Regions from separate parts of the Sus scrofa genome. Here region 2 is linked to region 1. The links are chromatin contacts, called in public promoter capture Hi-C maps. All regions are on one chromosome and are shown on one strand. The core of a region is the stretch at or near the end of the contact, and the rest is flanking DNA. Distances in the headings are between cores, read along the strand shown. Region 1 holds the start of PLA2G4E (cytosolic phospholipase A2 epsilon). Region 2 holds the start of RPAP1 (RNA polymerase II-associated protein 1).

Region 1 (7,013 bases), core at 1,810-4,309:
GTTCCTGGACCATGTCAGGTGTGGGGATAAAGGGGCAGAAGAGGAAAATTAATCATTAATCACAACAACAACAACAGTGGTCAGTGAGGTTTCAGCTTCACGCACTCCAGCCATTCTGCTCCTGACATGATTTTTCCACAGGGATGAAGAAACTAAAGTCTGAGAGGTTAAGACTGGTCACAGGGCTGGCAACCTGCTGAGAAAGGTATCAAAGCCCTGGTCTGATATCACAGCCAGGCCCTCAATCCCTCTAATGGGATGCATCCTTGCAGATACTCACTACTGTGATTCAATAGCTCTCGTAGTCTTTGGGGGGCCACCTATGAGTGTGAGTCAGGAGGCTTGGATGCCAGGGTAGGGGGGCCCTGACCTCCCAGAAGTCCTCAGATCTCCCCCCCCCACCCCCGGACCCCGCAGCATCTCAGAAGCAGGCCTGCCCACACCCCACCCCCCAGGACCTCAGGAATTCTGGAAAGGAGTTGGAGTCAGGAAAGGAAGGGGAGGAAAGCCTGCTCCTTGGGGGTCAGGTGGTGGCAGGAAGGGTGGGAAAGTGTGGGGTGCAACCACTCTTTACTTGTGACTCTGAGAGGAGTCACCAGCAGGGACCCTGGTGCCTCCATGGGGTGGTCAGGGGGAGGAGCTGTGTGCTCAGGAGGACTGGCCATCCCCCCAGCATCCTCAGCTGCCTCAGGTGGTGGACACTGGGTTGACAGCTGTAGCTATGAAGTGGGACCTACCGGGGCCAGGCAAGGTGACTCTATGGTCAAGGCCCATGATAGACCTACCAAGACAGGGTCCAGACAGAGGGTGAGGCAGAGACAGAGGGGTCCGCAGGAGGTGAAGAGACCATGACTCAAGGGCTCCCTGTGAGCAAGGCCTACAGAGGGAAGCGAGCCTCACTGCATGCAGAGCTCAGTCTGGCACTGCCACTGAGAACAGAATGGCCAAAGGGGTACGAGAACACTGCCCCCTCCCCATTGCTAGGACATATAGGAAGCTCACACATCCTCCTGGAGGAGAAGCAGGGGGTGAGGGGGAGACAGATCTAGACCCACTGATGATGACCTAAAAACACTCTTCAATGTCTGTAGTCTATTCAAAGAAGCAGGTGGAACCGACTTATTCAAGGTTTTCTTGCCACAGTCGGGGAGGTGAGGTAGGGGGTGGTCTTCGAGGAAGCCCTTTCCCTCCAACTCCCTCTGAGCTGCATGTGGCTACAGTTATGACCCTGCCCTGCCACTGTGCTGGATGGCACAGGCTAGGCATCTATTATTTGCCAGGTTGTCTTCTAAGTCCCTCACCTATAGGACCTCAACCCCTCTTGTCAGTATCATATCAATAGAAACAGCCTCTGTCTCAGGTCTCTCACTGACCTTAACCTCTCAGAACCTCAGTTTCCTCATCAAATGGAGACACTGATCCCTCCCTAGCATAGAGTGTACGCAGGACAAAGTCATCACAGTCATAGTTAATATCTCTTTGGACACAGAGACAGGAAAGGACAGGTAGGTGATGGGGTGGGGCTGAAGGGACTCAACTGGAAAGAAAGAAACAAAGCTACAATGCCTTCACTCTCCAGCAACAACACAAGGTGATCTTTTTCAGAGTCAGGAAAGCAGAGGGGGCTGTGGGGGGAGGTGCAGAAAACTTAAGGGGCCGGGAGCCCTCTCCCCAGGAACACCGACATACCTGAGAGCCCCCGGGGGCCATGGTTTCCTGTACCTGTGTCTGCTCCAGCTCACTGCCTTCTTCATCTCCTTGCAGGCTCGGTAAGACAAACACATCAGTTCCCAGGCCAGGCTGGCCTTCTGAGGCCTGGAGTGTCATTCCAGCCACGTCTCTCTCTCTGAGGTTCCGAACAGGCCGTGTGGAGCTGGGGCTGGTCTTTAACAGCGAGGCAAACAGCAAACATCCTTGGGAAATTTCAAGGGAATTTTGCAAGAAAAAAAGCGCCAGCAATGTTATCGGATTCCTCCTGCAGACAAATGAGCCTGATGAATTATTAAGGAGGTGAAGGAAGACAGGACTTGGTTAAGGGAGCCCCACATCGCTGTGACTATTTCAAAGGATCAGGCTGATTTGGGGGGAGGGGACGTTCACAGCGGCATCCGCGCACCAATCAGCCACAGTAATCGGGAAGCTAGAATTACGCTCTCATGGGGCAGCGCTTCTCGGGGGAGGCCTGCGTTTGTGAGTTGGGATCCAGGCTGAGAGAGAGCTCCCCACTGCTCAGGGCTATTTTTAAAAGTGTGACACGCCATACGCCAGTGGGGAGGGGCGGGGGAGCCAGGGCCGAGGGCGAGGGGCTGAGGCGGTCCAGACCCTGATATCAGGAGACTCACCGGCTCTGGAGGATGCAGCCATTCACGACTCTTGACTGACATCCGCACATCTCTCTTTTGAGCCCTGCAAAGAAATCCTTAACCTGGTGTTCAGCGCTAAGGATGCCTTGGGCCAGAAGGAAATTTAATGATTTCGTTTTCAGCCCTTTCTTTGGTTTGATTGACGCCACCTGGCAGCTTAAAGAAACCCCATCATAGCTCCATAGTAAAAACAAAAATACAAAAAAATTTAAAAAAACCAAACCAAAACAAACAAACTCTCTTTGTGTTTACAAGTATTTTTAAAATATACATCCAAACGGTGCATCTTCCTGTCTTTCCAGGCTCTGAGTGATCCAGCATCCTCTAGAATCAGGGATACCCTACTATTCCCCTATTTAAACACTTTTCTGGAGTTCTCTGGTGTCCCAGTGGGTTTAGGATCCAGCATTGTCACTGCTACAGCATGGGTTCGATCCCTGGCCCAGGAACTTCTGAATGCTGAGGGCACAGCCAAAAAAACCAACAAAACAAAAGACTCTTTTCTGAGGCTGTGCCTTTCCACTGGGGACTCTCTCTGGCCTAAACAGCCCTATCAGAAATCAAGCAGCAGCCAGACCCCCAGACTGACTGACCAGTCATGTGTTTGCGGGGTGGTGGGGTGGTGTTCCTAAATTGCCATTTTTCTGTTTGGGCTGAAAGGTAGTAGAATTCACACCCTCCACCCCCAAATATACCACTTGGCTTTAAGGATTGTTTGGGACTGAAAGCAATTAAGGAGCAGATGCAAGAATCACTCTCTGCTCTCCCCCTGTTTGACTACAAGCAGCATGTGTGTTTCCTCCCCTCTCCATCTATAAGGACAGAACTTAATAAGCAACAATTTCTGACCTTTATCAGCCTAGAGAAGCACCAGAGCTGGGGCAGTAAATTATGGAAAAGTATGTAACTAGGAAGATAAAGGTCAGTTTAACCAGGTCAGCTTATGCCTTGACTCCCCATCTTTGGTGATAAGAATGTTTCTTTCCTTCAGGATAAGGAGAACATCTTCCACTCAGGAATTCTAATCTCTAGTCTTTAGGAAGGAAAAAAAGTTCTGCTCTTTTTTTAAGAGCCTTTAATTCAAAATAATCAATATGCAGAGCAGCGTATTTGAGGGCGAATCTGTTTCCTTTCGTAGCCACTATTTCTCTCTCTCTTTCTTTCTTCCTTCCTCCCTCCCTTTTCTTCTCTCTTTCTTTCTTTCTTTCTTTTTTTTTTTTTTGGTTCATTAGGGCCGCACCCACGGTATATGGGGGTTCCCAGGCTAGGGGTTGAATCAGAGCTGTAGCTGCCAGCCTATACCACAGCCACAGCAACACAGGATCCAAGCCACATCTGTGACCTATACCACAGCTCATGCAACGCTGGATCTTTAACCTACTGAGTGAGGCCAGGGGTTGAACCCACATCCTCATGGATGCTAGTCATGTTCATAACCCACTGAGCCACAATAGGAACTTCTGGCCACTATTTCTTAACAAGTCTAATTTCTGACAGGTCATTTTTTTTTTTTTTTATATCCTCAAGATATGCTTCTTTAAAAGATGCCATGTGAAATTTTAGTTATTCCTGGTTTTATTTTGTATCAGTTAGTCCTAAAAGTAATGCTTATTGGAAAGTGGATAAAAGACTGATTTTTAAAAATCTAATTATACTATTTTTTCCAGTTTTATTGCAATAGACTCGACAAATAGCTGTGTGTAAGTTTAAAGTATGTTGCTGTTCTTTTTTATTGCAAAAAGCATCAATAAAGAAAAGGCATTTTCCATGGTATGATTAAAATGGCATGATGCTTTGCTAGATGAAAATAATCATTTAGAATGTGGGAAGTCCTACAAGTGATAAAAACAGGCATCCTTAATTTCTGGGAGCAGGTTCTGTAAGGAAGAAAGCTTTCCAACAGGAAATTCCCCTTAAAACATGATGGAAGACAATATGAGAAAAAGAATGTAGGGAGTTCCAGTTGTGGCTTAGCAGTTAAGAACCCAACTTGTGTCCAAGAGGATTCAGGTTCAATCTCTGGCCTTGCTCGGGGGGTTAAGGATCTGGCATTGCCATGAGCTACAGTGTAGGTCACAGACGAGGCTCGGATCTGGCGTTGCTGCGGCTGTGGCATAGGCAGGCAGCTACAGCTCTGATCAATCCCTAACCTGGGAATTTCTGCATGCCTCTGGTGTGGCCTAAAAAGCAAAAGGAAAGAAAAAGAGAGTGTGTGTATATATGTATGCATGACTGGGTCACTATGCTGTACAGCAGAAATTGATACAACACTATAAATCAACCATACTCTAATTAAAAATAAATAAATTTTAAGAAGAGAAAGCCCCCTTAAGGGAGAAAACCATGAAGAGAAAGGGGTTGTCAAGTAGACCAAACATACCAAGCCATTCCATAATAATTTTCCCATTGGTGTTTATGTTACATTACATTCTGGAACTGGCTCCTTGCACAGTGAACTAGTGAGTCATATAGGGCAACACTGTGTCTTGAGATTTGGGGAGCTAAGGATTTATTTAATAGGTTTTAAGCTATTAGATTTTATCGCTTAAAAGTAAGCTAAGGATTTACTTAAAATTTTCCGTGCACCTGCAGGCCTCCAATTTTAGGGAACAAAAAAGAAAATGTTTGCCAACACAAACAGAATATGCAGAAAAAAATACATGTTGTTTAAATGAGCATTGGCTGTGGTCTCATTGTTGGGAACACTGTCTTTTCTCAAATATCTGTATCCAGTAGGAAGGACGAATCTAACAGAGTATAGCTGGGGGAAGTTATTGGGAAAAATCACATTGTTCCATATTTACTCCAGGAGCTTCTTCCGTCTGTAAAGGGCTCAGAGTCTAGCAGCACCTGGCAAGCCCCCAAGGCACAGTGGCTGTCGCCTGTCAGTTGTCGGTAGGCTCTCCAGAAGGCGCTTTGGTTTCAGGCAACAAAAACCCACTTCATTTTATTTGAAAAAAAAAAAAAAAGTGAGATGGGGCTTTATCGGAAGGAGCTGATTACAGCCAAGGAGACTAGGAGGTAATAATCAATTAGAGTATCTCCTTATAGGTCCAGGAACAAAGTATCAGGTGACATCAGGAGGCACAAAAGGCAAGGCACCTGTCCTGTGGTCCTGGATCCCCCACCGGACCCCCATCTCATCCCCCCCACCCACCCTGTGCACGTGGAGCAAGCCCGCTAATGAGCCAGTGGGGCTCATGGGCGGCAAGGGGTTTCCACAGCTCCAGAGCAAACTACTGGCAAGTTATCCAAACTTTCCGAGCCTTGGTTTCTTCATTTATAAGACAAGGACCAAGACGATGATGATGATGATGAGGGGCCTCATACAAGTGTGAGACTTAACACCTGCCTGAGAGTGGGCTGCCGTCAACGTTAATCCCTCTCCTGCCCAATACCATTACAGAAAGTGTGACTTCAGTAACCCAGCTTAATACCAGAACTGATTCATATGAATATTATAGACCTGTTGGCACCCTAAAGTGATCTCAGTATTACATGGCTCTTTTTTATTTATTTTTGGCTGCAGCATGCAGTGACTTGATGTGGGATCTCAGTTTCCAGACCAGGCATTGCACCTGGGCCAAGTCCTAACCACCAGACCACCAGAAACTCCCAAGAGCGATATTTTTGGCAAAAAAAAAAAAAAAAAAAAAAGATTATTGCCTTTTTTGGTCTTATCCCATGAATTGAAGGGCAGACATTTCCCTAACTTTCCTTCAAGAACGAGCTTTACGAGTGGTACACTTAGCACCCCCACCCTCACTCCTGTCCCGTCCCCCCTCCCCACGTAAGAATTCTTCATCGCAGAGCAGGAAATGGGACAGGGCTTGGCTTGAGTTAAAAGTTCCCTCAGTCCTGCAGCCAGAATGCAGACATAGGGAAAGGAAGATAGCTCAGGGCAAGCACAGGGCTGAAGCTGCAGTGCAGAAACTTTTTGGACCCTGCCACCCTGGCACACCAGGCCTTGGGGACAATGGCTGTGGGCTGGTGCAAGCATCATGCACTGAGGAACCCAGGGGGTTCTGAGCCAGGGAAATGGTGAGCAATGCCCCAAGGGAGACGAGCCTGTGGTGTGTGCCCTGCAAAGCCCTCTCAGCTTCATTCTCCGAGAGAGGCATGCAAGGGCAAACAAGGCAGCAGATTTAGGGGGGTTCCCCAGTCAGCCTACCCAGTTTGTCCAGCAGTGGGCCAAGAGAACAAGCCCAGAGTAGCTGGAGCACCTGCAGTTCGTCATCAGAGCTACAGGGCAAGAGGGGGGGATAGTGGCAGGTGCTAGCAGGGCCTGTGCTTCAACAGTGACATCATGTGGCACTGACTACACATAAAATAAACAACAAGGACCTACTGTATAGCACAGGGAACTATATTCAATGTCTTGTGACAACCTATGATGGAAAAGAATCTGAAAAGGAGTGTGTGTATATATATATATTAAATTTCTTTGCTGTACACTTGAAACTTTCAACACATTGTAAATCAGCTATACTTCCATTAAAAAAAAAATAGCGGAAACAATCCAAATGTCCATCGACAGATGATTGGATTCGGAAGATGTGGTATATATACACAATGGAATACTACTCAGCCATAAAAAAGGATGACATAATGCCATTTGCAGCAACATGGATGGAACTAGAGAATCTCATA
Region 2 (7,549 bases), core at 4,355-6,854, 550 kb before region 1:
GTTCCCATCGTGGCTCAGTGGTTAACGAATCTGACTAGTAACCATGAGGTTGCGGGTTTGATCCCTGGCCTCGCTCAGTGGGTTAAGAACCTGGCATTGCTGTCAGCTGTGGTGTAGGTCAAAGATGTGGCTCAGATCTCATGTTGCTGTGGCTGCGGTGTAGGCTGACTGCTCCAACTGGACCCTAGCCTGGGAACTTCCATATGCCTCCTGTGTGGCCCTAAAAAGCAAAAAAAAAAAAAAAAAAAAAAGGTGGGGGGGCTGTGGAATAAATGAATCAGAGCTGCACAAATATTCACTAAAAACCTAATACAGATTATGTTCTAGATCAGTGCTAGATACCATAGTTTGATGTTGTTGTTGTTTTTTTTTGTTCTTTTTTTTTTTTAGGGCTGCACTGGCAGCATATGGCAGTTCCCAGGCTAGGGGTGTAATCAGAGCTGCAGGTGCCGGCCTATGTCACAGCCACAGCCACAGCAACATGGTATCCAAGCATGGTCTGCGACCTATACCACAGCTCATGGCAAAACCAGATCTTTAAACCACTGAGCGAGGCCAGGGATCGAATCTGCATCCTCGTGGTTGGGTTTGTTACTGCTGAGCCATGACAGGAACTCCTTTTTGTTTTTGTTGTGTTGTTGTTGTTGTTGTTTTTAGGGCTAGATACAGTTTGGAACGAGACTGACTTGGCACTACTGTTTTGGTGAACGGAAACTAGGAGAGAGGTGTGGTACAGCAGAGCATCATACCAGAGGATAATGCAGTGGTTCCAGTGTTAAGTTCCATTACAGTAGTACAGTACACCTACCATGGTGGTTAAGAACACAGCCCACAAGACTAGACAGAACTAGGTTTACATCTCATCTGAGTTCATTAACTGAATATGGCACCAGCCTGTGTGACCTGGGGGAGAATTTCTTCGTTTTGAGCCTCAGTTTTGCTTTTTTCATAAATAAATGAAGTTAGTATCACCTGCCTCCCAGGAATAGTTTGAGGAGAGAATGAAATGCATTCATGTACCCTGCCTGGCCCTCACAGTAAGCCTTCCTCAGTAAGCAAGAGTCCCTTCCCAGCCTGGTCTTGGCAGGAAAGGCAGGTACTGTACCAAGCTGAGCCAGCAACCGCTGCTGTTCCTGCAGGATCTCCTCCGGAGCCATGGCTTGCAGTCTCGCTACGTTCTCTTCATGGATGGTCTGGGCTTCCTGCTCAGCCTCCTGGCTCCTGAGCCCCTTCCCTGTAACCAGATGGGGTCCCTGGAAGCTGCAGCTGCCCCATGGAAGCTGGCTGCCCTGTTCTCTGGGTGTGACAGCCTCAGAGGTCACGGCACCTGGAAGAAGTATACAATCAGTTTCATTGCCTCACCCTAGCTGGGCCTCCTGGCCCTCTTCTCCAATCCTGTTAGCTCTGGAGTCAGACGGAGGCCCCAGAGTTTTCCCAAGCACAGAGTGGAGACTCCCCTCGGTCTGGCACAGGAGTGTAGGCTCCCTGGGTTGGGTTGGGGTAATGAACTCTCCACTCATCCTTCCCCTTGGACTTCTATGAGACGGTTTCCCTTACAAACACCCTATCTCCTGACTCTCTTCTTGGATGCCTAGGCAGCCATCTGCCTCCAGGGACCAACTCCCAACTCTTCCGCTAGTAACTTGCATCATTAAAGGAATCTTGGGGAGTTCCCGTCGTGGCGCAGTGGTTAACGAATCCGACTAGGAACCATGAGGTTGCGGGTTCAGTCCCTGCCCTTGCTCAGTGGGTTAAACCATCCGGCGTTGCCGTGAGCTGTGGTGTAGGTTGCAGACGCGGCTCAGATCCCGCGTTGCAGTGGCTCTGGCGTAGGCCGGTGGCTACAGCTCCGATTCAACCCCTAGCCTGGGAACCTCCATATGCCGCGGGAGTGGCCCAAGAAATAGCAACAACAACAACAACAACAACAAAAAAGGAATCTTGGTCTTTAGTTTATAGTCTCCACCAGACACTTCTATCCCCTTTCTCTCTCCCATAGTAAAGTAATGACCTGCTCTCTCCCTGTACCTAAAACCCAGATATGGACCCAAGAGGCCGATACTCAACACTCTAAGTGGGGATGTGGGACAGCCCCTCTTTAGATGGCTCAAATGCACATCACATTTGAGGCAGGAAAGATGATATCCAAAGAAGACTCTACAATTCTCATAAAGAGGCTGAATCCAAGACTCTTCAACCCCAACTCACCCCCTGGTGGGTCCAAGGTAGACGCAACTTCTCTAACTGGTGGAATCTTGGCTTCAGACGCTCTCCTTGCTGCAATTTCCTGGGCAAAGATACTTCTCTTCCCAGATGTTGCTGGCTTTCCCTACAGGGCGAAAGGGAAACCCAGATGACTGATGTTCATTACTCTGTTCTCTTCCCAACCTCTTTATACCAAGGTCACTGGAACAAAGATAAAAGGGACTTGTTTAATCTTTGAGGGTCACAACCCTAGTCCTCAGAAAAAGCAGGGCTTTACAGAAAGCCCTGGGATCAGCTTGCATTTCAGCAAAACTCAAGGCTTCTGTCACCTGAATGAATCATTGATTTTTCTCTTCCCTCCCCACTTCCCTACTCTCCACCTTTAATTATTTAATTAATTAATTAATCTTGCTTTTTAGGGCTGCATCCTCGGCATATGGAAGTTCCCAGGCTAGGAGTCGAATCAGAGCTACAGCTGCGGGCCAACGCCACAGCCACAGCAATGCCAGATCTGAGCCTCATCTATGACCTACACCACAGCTCAAAGGCCAACGCCAGATCCTCGACCCACTGAGCGAGGCCAGGGATTAGATCCACATCCTTGTGGAAACTAGTCAGATTCACTTCCACTGAGCCACAGTGGGAACTCCATCCACCTTTATTTTATGATGAGATCTTTTCCATTCTACTTAAACCTTTTTGCTCCCTTTACTTACTGCCTGAATCCCTCAGGACATCTTCAGTATATAACAGGTACCTGCTACTTGCTCTGTACTAAGTACCATTCTCATCCCAGGTCCACATTGTCCCATGTCCATCAGGCACTTTTCTGGGTTGTTTCCCAGCCACTGAGAAGAGTGGTGATTGGGGCCACACACTCTGCTGCCTAGAGTCACAGCCCCCTTTACTTCTAACAGACTTGAGTTGGATTTCAGGCTCTTCTATCTATTACATGTGTGGTTGGACAAATTACTTATCATTTTCCTCATCTTAAAAATGGAGGACTTCCCATTATGGTTCAGCAGGTTATGAATCTGACTAGTACCCATGAGGATGTGGGTTTGATCCCTGGCCTCGATCAGTGGGTTAAAGGATTTAGCGTTGCTGCAAGCTGCCGCATAGGTTGCAGATGTGGCTTGAATGTGGCATTGCTGTGGCTATGAGGAAGGCTGGCAGCTGCAACTGTTTCAGCCCCTAGCCTGGGAACTTCCATAAGCCATAAGGAAGGAACCTTCCATCAGGTGAGGCTCTTAAAAAAAAAAGGAAAAATAAAAAAATAAAAAAAAAAAAAGAAGGAGATAATGATACCTGCTCTACATGGTTATTAGGATTAAATGAAGTAATGCATATAAAGTGCTTAATGTGGTGCTATTTTCACAATGGAATTGCTAACCATGATTAAGATAATCCTCCTGGGGAACTTCAAATGCACTATCATGGTGACATGACTGTGCTCTAAATACTATCTAAGATCACCTCTCCCTACCTGTCTCCCCTGTGAGCGATGGAATACGGGAGGGAAAGCAACACCACTGGGCACAGGCAGATTTACAGCCACTGAACTCGTATCTCGTTCCTGCAGCAACAAAGCACAAAACGGTGAAGATACAGATTTCCCCAGGGTGGACACTATCCCACTAGCCCCAGTTCCATATGACCAAAACCCCACTCTACGGAGTCATGAACTCACCATGCATCTCAGAACACAGTGATTCTAAACCAGCCCCTAATCTGAATGCAGAGAGATAAAGTCCCACCTTTCTGAATCACCCTCTACTCAATAAGGCTCACCACCCACACCCAACATCCCTGCTGCCCTAGGATGCCTCGCCCAAACCAGGATGAGACGCACAATAATCTTAGTCAAGACAGCAGTGATGTGCTGATCATGCCTGTTCAGCCTCTCTTCAGGGTCCTCGTGTTCAGGCAGGGGGCAGCCAAGGCTAGGCTTGGCTCTCTTTGGTGGAGCAGGAACCAAGGCTGGGGGCAAATCTGGGAGATCTGAGAAAGAAAAAACCCACATGTGAGGTTACTCATACCTTCTCAGGAAGAGATTGAGCACTAGTAGGAAGCCAAAGAAAGAAAGGCAGCTGTGGTGGGATCCTGGCTCAAGCTGTGTCACCTTGGGCAAGGTATTTAACCTCTTTGAGCCTCAGTTTCTTCATATGTAAAATGGGGCTGTAGCAACAGAGGTTACGTGGTTCTGAAATAATGCTGGGGAATCCATCCACATCAATAAGAGGGAGAAAACCCTTCTTTTCAACTTCATACCCACAGCCACTCACTGTCCAGCATCACCACATCCCGACGATCCTGCAGAGGAGGCTGGTCTGGGTTAGCATCGCCACCTTTCCTACTTCCTTTCTTCACCAGCTGTACTGCTGGGGTTGCACCAGCTGCAAGGAACTGACTCTGGAAGCGCAGCAAGTCCACCTCGGACTCCCCTGGCTTTGGTCTCGACAGCATCTTGGCACACCAGCTGCCTTCCTAGTGTGACTTTCCAGCACTGCTTCAGTGTAGGGGACTCACTCTCATTCACCCCTAAAAGCAATAAAGATGATGAGCCCTCTACCAGTGAGCCGAGCATCAGAGAAGGTTCTTTCTCCCTGAGTTCACATCAACTCATTTCTCCTCATTCATAACTTATCGCCATTCCCTCCTTACTTAGCCCTCTCTGATGCAGCTCAACAACAATATTTACTGCCGATTTAGGTTGTTTACAATCTGTGGATGATAAAAACTCCCATGAACAACCATAAGGGACCTAAGGAAAATGCCATCAGGAACCAGGCATATAAACGTGTCAAATCAAGGAGTGGTGATTTGGTGTCAAACTGGTGGGAACATACCTGGCCTAAGAGTATTCAAATTATTTAAAACCTTGGGCTATAAAAGATCGATATATATTAAGAAAAAAAAAACATGTGTATTGCTATATACTAGCAAAGAACAATCAGAAAACGAAACTAAGAGAACAATTCTATTTATTATAGCATTAAAAAGAATAAATTTCGCCAAAGTAGTTCAAGACTTTTTTCTGCAGGCTTCCACAACCGCCCCTAGGGCTCTACGGTCGCCGGAGCTCCTGGACCACCCGCATCAGCAAAGAGAAATCACCGAGTTTCAGCCTATGCCGCCAGAGAATGGGGGGCCATGGCTGGGATCTCCGCATCGACATGACCGCGGCCGCTCCTGGCCGGACCAAAGATAATGGGGACGGCTACGACAAAGAACTACATACCGTGTACCAGCCCCTTTCACCGAGATATCCTAAGGTCCTTCCCTCCAGCCAAGCCACTTACTTGATCTAGGACGTTCTGGGCGCTGCCATTTTGCCCCGCTGGGGCCGGGCTTCCGCCGCCTTCATTTCGAACTTCCGCTCCGCAACCCGGCCCCTCCTCTCCATGGCCTGGCCCCGCCCACTCTTGGGAAAAGGTTGCCCTTGCGGTGTTTTGGACGCTTGAACGCGAATATATTCCGCTTGCCGCGGTCTACCTCACTTCGTGAGCTCCAGGCAGACACTCGTAACATTCACTCTTCAGATGCATAGCCAGCACAAGCCTTTCTACACTCACAACACCCTTGACAGAGGCAAAGGGTTCCTCAGGCATCCTGCATTCACCAGCTTGGGTAACTGCATCCACCACTCCAGCACCCAAGCTCAGGGCCAGCACTTAGAAACCTGCATACACACGTGTGGCCTCCCCAGTGTGATTATGGGCGAGCAAGAAGCTAACCAGGAAAAAGGGAAGACAAAGCGCAAGAAACACTGCCTGAATGGTGATGAGAAGAGAGGCTAGAACAGCCTCACTGACTGCCAGGTGATTCTCTTCAGGGACATCCTGACTTTGCTCCTGCCAGTATCTCTACTTAGAAATCCTCCTTCAGAGTTCTTGTGGCTCAGCAGAAGTGAACCCAACAGGTATCCGTGAGGCTGCAGGTTCGATCCCTAGCCTCGCTCAGTGGGTTAAGGATCTGGTATGGCTGCAAGCTGCGGTGTAGGTCAGGGTTGCATTGCGGTTCAGATCTGCTGTGGCTGTGGCTGTGGCTTGGTCTGGCAGCTGTAGTTGCCTGGGAACTCCCATATCCCGCAGGTGGAGCCAGAAAAGAAAAGAAATCCTCCCTCTTTTTTCCTCCACCCCACCCCAAAGTCTTTTTCTTCCTTTAAGACCTAGTTGGAATCAACTATAAACTTTTACCAACTGGGCCTCTGCACTGAATTTTCCTGGAATCTTCCATCTCTACTACTTGTGTGCCATGTTGGGAACATACTGCTGACTATCACCTACCACTGGTTACCTCTTCACAAGCATGTGCCCTGTTCCCTGGTCTAGACTGTGGGTTCCTTGGGAGAAGTGGGCCTTCTGTTTTGCACCGATAATGCTCAGCACCCAGCATATTGCCATGCACACAGGACTTTAGTAAATTATTGCTTGGTTGAAGGCCATCTCGGGGAAGTCAATGTTAGTCCAGGAGTTCTCAAACTTTAGCAGGCCTCAGAAGCACCTGGAGGGCTTGTTGAACCAGATTCTGGGCCTCACCCGAGTTTCTGAATTGATAGGTCTTTGACAGAACCCAAGAATTTGCATTTCTAACAACTTTCCAAATAGTTTACAGAATCCTTCTTTAGGTTTCTTGGTTTCAGCTGCAGCAGTAAATTTCAGCTACTAGGATTTAGCCAACCTTGGGGTCCAAATGGTACTGGCTGGTCAGAAGTTACAGTGAATAGGGAGGAAAATTGGAGCCAAAAATGCAGGAAGAATGAAAGTATAAAATCATTATTTGCAACCACTAAAGAAATAATCTTTCCAGGCAATGATAATCAATGACTGATAAAACCATTAGGTAAAAGGTCGAGGAGGACTTTATAAGGATGGATCAGGTGGCCATTTTTTTTTTTTTCTTTTTAGGCGTGCACCTGTGGGATATGGAAGTTCCCAGGCTAGGGGTTGAATCAGAGCTGTAATTGCCCGCCACAGCAACAGGTGATCCAAGCCATGTCTGCAACCTACATTACAGCTCACGACAACACTGGATCACTGACCCACTGAGCAAGGCCAGGAATTGAGCCTGCATTCTCATGGATACTAGTCGGAATTGTTTCTGCTGTACCACAATGGGAACTCCCAGGTGGCCAATTTTTTAACTTACTGATGAATCTTTTTTCTTTTAAATTTTATTGAGGTATAGTTGATTTATAGTTTTTTTTATTCCCCAGACACACTTGCGGCATATGGAAGTTCCATATGCCTCGGGTGCCTCCACAGAGACAAGGCAGATCATTAGCCCACTGTGCCAAAGCGGGAACTCCTACAGTGTTATGTTAATTTCTGCTGTATAGCAA

The links. Promoter capture Hi-C pulls out the DNA fragments that hold promoters and counts their contacts.
Region 2: a contact with region 1 is called in a promoter capture Hi-C map of skeletal muscle, with 10 times the contacts expected there. The contact joins the promoter of RPAP1 here to the promoter of PLA2G4E in region 1. A contact is called at or near these places in 1 of 5 promoter capture datasets (skeletal muscle) and 1 of 47 Hi-C or Micro-C datasets (embryonic fibroblasts).

The regions. Positions count from the first base shown.
Region 1 is chr1:129,284,773-129,291,785 of Sscrofa11.1, reverse strand. It overlaps PLA2G4E (cytosolic phospholipase A2 epsilon), which reads right to left and starts at 3,059. Exons shown (of 20, transcript XR_002345386.1): 1 at 2,343-3,059; 2 at 1,690-1,913.
Region 2 is chr1:129,836,611-129,844,159 of Sscrofa11.1, reverse strand. It overlaps RPAP1 (RNA polymerase II-associated protein 1), which reads right to left and starts at 5,604. Exons shown (of 25, transcript XM_003121581.4): 1 at 5,508-5,604; 2 at 4,491-4,746; 3 at 4,058-4,206; 4 at 3,692-3,781; 5 at 2,209-2,329; 6 at 1,106-1,327. The coding sequence starts at 4,671.